Linked DNA regions of Mus musculus: regions 1 and 2 are each linked to region 3. The links are chromatin contacts, called in public Hi-C and HiChIP or PLAC-seq maps. All regions are on one chromosome and are shown on one strand. Each heading gives the region's core, a stretch centred on a gene start, on an enhancer-like site or on the middle of the called end of the contact. The rest is flanking DNA. Distances are from core to core; before and after follow the strand shown. Region 1 holds the start of Lyn (LYN proto-oncogene, Src family tyrosine kinase). Region 2 has its middle 30 kb from the start of 2210414B05Rik. Region 3 has its middle 16 kb from the start of Gm22781.

Region 1 (2,861 bases), core at 347-2,846, 130 kb before region 3:
AGAGGGTTGGGATAACAGGTTTTAAACTACACTGTTCTATACGATACTTGACAGATAACAGTTCATATGCACCACAGATTCCCAGGCTAACACACTGGCTACTCTTCAGCAGGACAGTGACAGTAGCACTGTTCATTATAGGAATAACCACCTTCCTACTGTTTTTGTTTGAGGAGTTATTCCTGTGGCTTAGTGATGGGGGCACTCTAAGAAGCATGCTCTTTGGTGATTTCGTCTTCTGGTAGACATCGTACACTCACTTAAACCTATGTGCTCCAGGTCACTCACTTTATGTCCTTTTTGATGCAATCAGGAGTCATGGTCCACAACGGTAGAGAGGACTTGTTGGTATCAGCATCATCACAAACGCTGTAGATCTGTCTTGCACTGTCACACTGAAAGAGCTATGACAGCTACGACACCACTAAGTGATACAGATTTTTCAGCTCCATTATAATCTCTGGCACCATCTTCATAGTCCCTGGTTGACTGAAAAATGGAGGGGCCAGGAAATGCTGGTGCACACCTTTAATTCCAGCACTTGGGAAGCAGATTGCTGGTTTCAAGCCCAGCATAATCTGCAGGGTGAGTTCTAGAACACCCAGGGTTACAACGAGAAACCCTGTCTGAAAAAAAGAAAAGAAAAACAACAAAACTGGTGAATCAGTGTGCTCACAAATGTTAGTCTTCCTTCATTAGTAACAAATGACAGCTGTACTGGACTTTGTTACAAGGTACCTGTTCTGACCTGTTGAACTGCAATTAGGGAATCCCAGAAAACAGAAGTCAGATTAGCATAAGTGGGTATCATAGTGACTGAGGCTAATTGCATATCTTGGTTCAGTAAGGGGCATTTATCAAGTCAAAATTTGGTTTGAACAAGCAATCTTACAACACACACTGGTTATGTACCTACAGTATGCCAAGTACTGTGTACACATAGGAACACAAGGACACAGCATTTGTTAGGAATGCAGTAATGTTACCAGGACCACATGCTAATCAATGCGAGCCTGCTACAGAGGACAGTTCTTGATAAGTAGTCTTAGCTCCATTTTCCTGGAAGCTTTCAGCTATTGGCATGCCCTTTAACTCCATAGCGAGTTCCCACTCCTCATTCCAGTGAATATCTTCAGCACTCCTTGTACACCTTTAAGGAATTTGATGTTTTGATTGTTAAAGCAAAGATTCCCCCTCGCCATACCCTCCAAACATCTACTCGCTGATACCGGTTTTTTTCTCTCTGGAAGCTCCAAACACACACAGAGAGTGCTGCTTCTGCTCCCAAGACACAGTGCATTGAGGAGTTGGGTCCTAAGGAACAGTGAAGTAAGGTGAACGTTTTCCACGACCCTCGAGAACCCCTAGATCTTCCACGCAGCCCTGGGGAGAATGTTGTTTCCGAGGCTACCGCCACTCTCCCAACTTGCGGTCTGGGTCTCCAAAGTCTGTTTGCTTGTAAAACCCTGAGCGATGGCTACACCAAATACCAAACCTTGGACAGGAACCAAACGGTCACTTCCCCGCCCTCCCAGCACAGTATGCAAATTCGAGCACCAGGAAGTAGCTGGGACCTCTCGGCCGAGCCCAGCGACAGCCAGTTCCTCTCCCACCGAGCCGGGCCTGGGCGCCTCCCGGCCAACGTTCTGCAGCTAATAGGTTGCTGCAGGCCGGGCACTGTTCCCCGAGCAGTGTGCCCGCAAGTCCCGGTCACGCGTCCTAAGACACCGGCCCGCAGCTGCTTCCCAGGCGGGCCCCGCAGGGCTATCCCGTCGCGTGAACAGCTTTTAACCGAAGTCACCGTGGAGTTCCGCCGCCCCGAAACTTCCACCACGAGCGAGTAAGTCCGGGGCTTGAGCGCAGGGTGGGTGCGTAGGGTGGACCGGGCAGGGACCGGGGCTGGGTCAGAGACCGGATCACAGGTCGCTTTCTTGGCTTGGGACTCCGGGTTTCGGTGCAGCCACGGCGCCCGCAGCAGAGGTCGCGCACTGCTTCTTGGTGGCGCTCGCGCTGGCCCCGGGTGGCGAGAGCATCTAGACTCCTTCAGCCTTGGGAGACTGTGACTCGCCGGGGCGATCGAGCGGGGACGCGGGGGCGGCGACTCCGCAGGTGTCCGCAGCGGAGCGGCGCGGAGGCGTGGTGGGCAGTGCGCACAGGGTGGGCGCCCCTGGGTCCTTGGCGTCAAGTCTCTCCCATGCCCCTCTCCAGCTTCTCTTGCCTGGCAGAGAGAAGTGGCCTGAGTCCACTCCGAAAGGGAGCGCGGTGGGGATTCCAGAGGGAGTCATCTGGGATCCAGTATTTAGTGTCCAGATCGGACCTTGAGTCCCCAGGGATGAGAAGGGGGGTTTGAACCCAGCCCCTCTCTAAGGTTGGCTGACAGCTGAGGTCCCTGTTGACTCGAGGCAAGGTGGTGACGTCGAACGGCTGCCACAGAGGCTGTAGCTTGACCTCCCGCGTAGCTCGACTTCTGTCAGCCCGCAGAGGAGTAGTCCAACGCCTTGGCCAAGAGGAAGCTAGAGTTATTTTAAGAATTCAGGGATGCCTTTCCTTCTGAATGGGGGAAGGGTGTGTGCGACAGTTCCCACTTGCCTGCCTTATCTTGGCTGACTATAGTGACTTCCCTATGCTGTTGGTGTAGTGTTTTTTGTTTTTTGTTTTTTTTCCCAATAGTCCCCGCTACTTGGGGTGCTTGTGGTTGTCTCTTTATTTATTGGAGTACCGGTGTTTTTGTTAATTATGCTAATCCGCCCAACTTCTTTGCTGTTCAGAATCCAGGTGGGAATCTAGGCCCTGCATTCTCTCAGTGACTGCGAATTATTGAAGTTCCCGGTTTGGGTTTCCGCCTGATTGACTATGAACCT
Region 2 (2,709 bases), core at 186-2,685, 190 kb before region 3:
AATGCATAGGCTTATCAAGCATTCATGGTTCACAATTCCAATGAAAACAACCTTCAAATGTCAGTTTGTAACTCACGATGAACAGTGTAAGAATTGTCACCTCCAGGACTGGCCTGTTGAAGTAGAAACAGTTTTCTTTGGTCATGGGCTATCCTGTTATCAGTTCATCCTGTGTCATTTGTTAAGCAAAGCAGTAAACAAATAGAATGGAGACCTGTGGACAGCTCGCCTCCAGCACTGGCCTGAAGCCCAGGCAGCTGAGCAATACCCTGCGCTTCTGGTGCGTGGTTTGAGTTGAGTTCCCCCCCGTCAATTTCTATTGCTCCTTTGGTCACTGACTTGATCTACATAATCCTGTCTACTTGGCCTTTGCCCTTGATCTTGTCTGAATCACTCACCTTGTGTCTAACTCCAGAAAGTCTACCCTAAAGAAATATTTAAAGTGAAATGGATGCATATATCTGAAGATATTCAACATATATAAGGCAATTTTGAAAGCCAAATGATTCTCTGAGGAAGACTGGCCAAGCATATAATATCCAGTCGGTATATCAGTGTATGGACATTTTGTTTTTGTTTTGTGACCATTGAGACCATGGAAGCACATCTGTTTACAATGTGAACAGCTCCTAAGAATCTGCCTTATACTATGGTACATATGGCACTATCAGCTCTTTTTAAGGGACTGGATACATCTTCATGGTTAAATGGAGTATGATTGATGTCTGCCCCATCTCTCTAGAGCCAGTACATCTGAATTGTCCTGTGGACATCTTGTTCAACCTTGAGCGCCTACCTAAGACAGCCAAAGGAGTTGAAGAGGTTCCTCCGAGTTCTAGTCCAGTACTGCAGCCCTTGTGGCAGACTGTTGGTCTCTGTACCTCACTGCACAAACATGGATACCAATACTAGAAAATATGTTCTTTCTTGGAGTGGCCCCATGCTCTCACCTTGGAGAAAAAGTAAACGAGTTTGGCACAGTCGTCGTTCATCTCTCCAGAACTGAACTTTTTCAAAAAGCTTTCAAGATTTCTTGTTGTTCTTTTGCTCTTATGGTTTCTTCAGGGCTCCTTGTTGTTATTTTGAGACAACATTTCACTATGTAGGTGTTCTGGACTGGACTCAAACTTATGTAAGGGTCCTATCACTGAAGGAAGACCAAGTAGGCAAAAACAAATAGTGTTTATCCTGCAGAAACAACCAGCATGCGGGGGTCAGCCATTCTCTGAAATGGTGACCCCAGACAAAGGCACACAGGCCTTCTTATAGGGAATGGGGGCAGGGGAGGACTCTCTAGAAGGATTAGGTAATTGAAAATGTCATTGGTAGATGCTAGGAGGTCACGGGTGATCGGTAGTCTGCATTCCTATGTCATGAATGTTCAACCATGTGATGAAATAGGGCTGCCCAGCACAGATGGCGCATTCTGAGATAGTTCCCCATTTTTGTGGTTATCCCCAGGCTGTTCTTTGAGGAGGCATTTTATGATCTTGTTCTGGGTGTTATGGTCTGATCCTGAAGCTGGTGCCTTACGGCCTTTTAGGAAATCAGGCCTGGTCCTTAAATGGAGACAGATGATTTAACCTGCGGAGTTTGAAATCATCGTTACACAGCAACAGAAAACCAATACCATACCAGTTACGTGGCTTGAATAAAATAGGCCCCCAAAGCCTCATAAGGAGAGGCACTATTAGGAGATGTGGCCTTGTTTGAGGAAGTGTGTCACTATAGGGGTGGACCTTGAGGTCTCAGAAGTTCAAGTCTGGCCAGTGTGTCACAGTCTCTTTCTGTTGCCTACAGATCAAGATACAGAACTCTCAGCTCCTTCTCCAGCACTGTGTCTGCCTACATGCCACCATGCTTCTCTCCCTGATAATAGACTAAAACCTCTGAGCTGTAAGCCAATCCCAAGTAAATGTTTTCCTTTATAGGGTTTCCATAGCCATGCTGTCTCTTCATAGGAATAGAAACCGTAACTAAGACAACTTGATTGACCAAAACAAATTCTAGGTGAGGAGGTAGGGGACACAGATATGTATGCGTAAGTAAGTGTGCACGAGGAGGTGGGGGGCACGGATGTGTAAGTGTAAGTGAGTGCGAACGAGGAGGCGGAGGACACGGATGTGTATGCATAAGTGTGCACCCCTGTTTGCAAAGGTGCAGGCCGACATCAAGCCACAGCTATCTTCTCCCATTCCATCCAGCTTCGTTTTTTGACACAGGTCTCTTAGCAAGCCTGGAGTTTGCTGACGATGACTTGCTAGCCAGTGAGTACCTGGGACCTCCTTTCCCTGCTTGCCAGCACTGTCATAGCCTGGCTTTTACGTGGGTGCTAAGGAGCAAATTGGGTCTTCATGCTTACTCATCAAATACTATACCCATTGAACCATCTCTGTCAGTCCCAAATTCTTGGTTTTTCACTTTTGCTGGTATTTTACCAGTATAATTAATTGGTAAACAACTGACAAACCATCTTTCTCCACTGGGTTCACACTGATCGTTTGGTCACTCTCAACTCTGCCATCTGTTTCTACCATGCCTCCTAACTATGGGGGCTGTTCCCTACCCATCTTCCAGCTCCTTAGCAGCACCACTGCATTAAAACTTTCCAGCTGTATGGGTTTGTACTACATTGACTCAGCAGGAGGGAGACCTGCCTTCAAACCCCAGCATAAACAAACAAACAAACAAACAAGAACAGTCTTTTCA
Region 3 (2,700 bases), core at 134-2,633:
AGACTCTGCATGATCTCCTGAGCTTCGATCCCAGCACTCCTGCAGCAAAATGTAGGAAAAGAAAGGAGAATCTCTGAAGCTAGCTTGTTGTGCACAGTGGAGAACCTTTTAAAAACTGTGTCAAGCAAAGTGCAAGACAAGGACTGATACACGAGGTTGTTCACCCCCAGTCAGTCTCTCTCTCTCTCTCTCTCTCTCTCTCTCTCTCTCTCTCTCTCTCTCTCACACACACACACACACACACACACACACACGCACACACACACACATGCACACACACACACTATGACATGCAGACACTTTCATTCACACATATGAACACATAGACACATCATACAGAGGGGAAAAGAGACAGTAATAGAGAAAGAGTAGACAGAGGGGGGGGGGGGGAGTCTGATCTAGCTTCACAGTGAAAAGTACTGATAACTCTTGTAGAGTACCTGAGTTCAAATCCCAGCTCCCACATGGTGGCTCACAACCATCTATAACTTCATTTCTATGGGATCCAGAGCCCTCTTCTGATCTCGAGGAGCACAATATATACGTGCAAAACAGGCACATAAAATAAGGATTAAAAAATAAGTAAATAAAAGACGTGGTTTGCAAGGAAAGATCAGATTTGTAATGTTTTGTTTGTTTTTGTTTGTTTGTTTCAAATGTTTTGGTGATTTTGGCTTTCCAAAAAAGCTTCTTTTAGGTTTGGGGTTTATACCCTTTCCCGAAATCAAACAAATCACTGCTGAACTTCAATGATGCTACCCGAGGGATGATGTATCTACTGGTAATTTGCTCCATTAATTGAAATCGTTGCCTGGAAATATTAAACTAATCCAACATTAAAACACACTGAAGCCAGATTGCAGGAAGTAAGCACTTAAGATCCCAGAGCTCTGCAGGCTGCGACAGGAAGTATGTTAGTTTGAGTCCAGATTAAAATACATAGTGAGACCTTGATTAAAGGAGAGAGAGAGAGAGAGAGAGGAAAGGAGGGAGGGAGGGAGGGAGGGAGGGAGGGAGGGAGGGAGGGAGGGAGGAAGGAAGGAAGGAAGGAAGGAAGGAAGGAAGGAAGAAAGAAAGAAAGAAAGAAAGAAAGAAAGAAAGAAAGAAAGAAAGAAAGAAAGAAAGAAAGAAAGGTGTTGGGAGCTATTAAGGCAACGCTATTGTCCTGATCTCTGAATTGGACCTCTCCCCCCCACCCCCCCAAAGGAGACAAGGGGGTCAAAAGCAGGCCACCGACACACCGATGTCCTGACCACACCCTGATACTACCAAGTTCCTGCTTCCCCGTGTAGCTGCCAAAAGAAAAAATTTCTATTGCCCCCTCCCACTTATAAGTACTTCTCCTTTTGCTTGTGCAATTCTATTGCCTCATCCTTCCTGCTGAAAGGTACTTCCCCTTTTGCTTGTGCATTTAAGCCTTGAGCCTTTCTCAATACAGTGGGATCTTGATGCAATTCAGAACGTTTCCGTGTTGTTATTCGTACAAGACCCTCGTCTCTCTCTACCCCCCCCATTTGGTTCTTAGGAGAAGGTCCCCTCGAGACCCTCAAATAACTGGACCTGCTGGATGGGTCAAGTGGCACCAGACATGGGGCACGAGGTACAACCGCCCTCCGGACAACGAATTAAAGAGGTACCGTGCAGACAGTGAGACAGTGGGACAGTCCCCTGCCACTTCGCTTGAGTGTCGTGGACAGACATCGGAGAGGTAAGCCTAGGCATTCAGTTGTTATCCCATTAACCATGGGGAAGGTTCTGTCCAAAGAGGCAGTTTTTATTCAAGAGATGAAGGGTTCTCTTAACGAGAGAGGGATAAGAGTAAAAAAAAAAAAAAGGATTTAATAAAAAATTTTTGTTTTGTGGACGAGAGATGTCCGTGGCTGGTATTGAATGGTTCTGAAATACACCCTTTAACTTAGAATAAAGTAGACAAAGATATTAATGCTTTGATAAAGGAGAGGATGTCCCTGAGTCCTTTTTAGCAATTGGAGAATCATCAGAGCTCTCCTTAAACAGGCAGAAGAGGGCGGAGAAGGTGCTCGCCTCTTAGCCCTTACTGAAGATTTTTTAGAAAACTCCTGATCGCTGTCTCACAAAAGCGAAACTAAGCTGCCAGCAAACAGTATCTATATTAGAAGGTTTAGCAGGGAAAGGCTACTTGATACCCAATGAATGGAATAAAGTTGTTCAGTCTGTCCTCACTAGAGGCCAATATTTAACTTAGAAGTCAGAGTTTAGGGCTGCCCTGAGAAGTAAAACCAAGAGTTTAGATATAAATTGTATGATCAAGCTTTGAAATGAGGTAGATGTGTTTTCTCAACAAGTTTCTAAGTCTATTAACCTAGCCATTGGGGCTGCTCTACAACTAAATATAGGAGAAAAAACTTGTTATAGATGCAACCAACCTGGACATTTTGCTAGAGAATGCCCTACACAAAGACAGAACACCCTAGTAACTGTGGTCCAGGGAAACGGCCAGAGGGCCCCCCCTACAAGGCCCGTCTCCCCTAATAACAACTGCAGACAACCCCCTAGCCCCCACGGGAGATTGTGCAGGGTTCCAGAAGAGAGCACAGCGAGCTCGAGAGTGTGGCCTTCTTCGCCCCGAGCCCCTCATGGCCTCGGCCCGTGCCAGGTGAGCCCGAGGGGCCCGGGAGCAGCCTCAGTCCCTACCCTGCAGACGCCAGGAGCCCTCGCCCT

Evidence for each region. A called contact is a pair of places that touch in the nucleus more often than the background predicts. HiChIP or PLAC-seq counts read pairs in DNA pulled down with a chosen protein or histone mark.
Region 1: a contact with region 3 is called in an H3K4me3 HiChIP or PLAC-seq map of bone marrow-derived macrophages, with 5 times the contacts expected there. The contact joins the promoter of Lyn here to the enhancer-like site in region 3. A contact is called at or near these places in 5 of 39 promoter capture datasets (embryonic stem cells, hematopoietic stem and progenitor cells, liver and 1 more), 1 of 484 Hi-C or Micro-C datasets (embryonic stem cells), 6 of 115 datasets of contacts at active chromatin or transcription factors (the 230-238 cell line, the HPC-7 cell line, bone marrow-derived macrophages and 3 more) and 2 of 9 other capture datasets (adipose tissue and liver).
Region 2: a Hi-C map of bone marrow-derived macrophages shows a contact between it and region 3, with 32 read pairs. The contact joins two enhancer-like sites. A contact is called at or near these places in 5 of 39 promoter capture datasets (the C10 cell line, cranial neural crest, hippocampal neurons and 1 more), 51 of 484 Hi-C or Micro-C datasets (the AML12 cell line, B cells, the C2C12 cell line and 37 more) and 4 of 115 datasets of contacts at active chromatin or transcription factors (embryonic stem cells and microglia).

Annotation. Positions count from the first base shown.
Region 1 is chr4:3,676,525-3,679,385 of GRCm38.p6, forward strand. It overlaps Lyn (LYN proto-oncogene, Src family tyrosine kinase), which reads left to right and starts at 1,597. Exons shown (of 13, transcript NM_001111096.1): 1 at 1,597-1,840. Gm42250 (a long non-coding RNA gene) reads right to left here and starts at 1,584. Exons shown (of 5, transcript XR_881076.3): 1 at 289-1,584.
Region 2 is chr4:3,625,461-3,628,169 of GRCm38.p6, forward strand. No RefSeq gene overlaps it. Among named protein-coding and RNA genes, the nearest start is that of 2210414B05Rik, 30 kb to the right of the region's middle. Within about 2 kb of position 1,436, at least 100 of the 459 cell types and tissues checked have an H3K27ac peak or open chromatin away from gene starts, as enhancers often do. A contact at or near this core is called in bone marrow-derived macrophages and granulocyte-monocyte progenitors, where this site is marked.
Region 3 is chr4:3,811,303-3,814,002 of GRCm38.p6, forward strand. No RefSeq gene overlaps it. Among named protein-coding and RNA genes, the nearest start is that of Gm22781, 16 kb to the left of the region's middle. Within about 2 kb of position 1,384, at least 14 of the 459 cell types and tissues checked have an H3K27ac peak or open chromatin away from gene starts, as enhancers often do. A contact at or near this core is called in bone marrow-derived macrophages and granulocyte-monocyte progenitors, where this site is marked.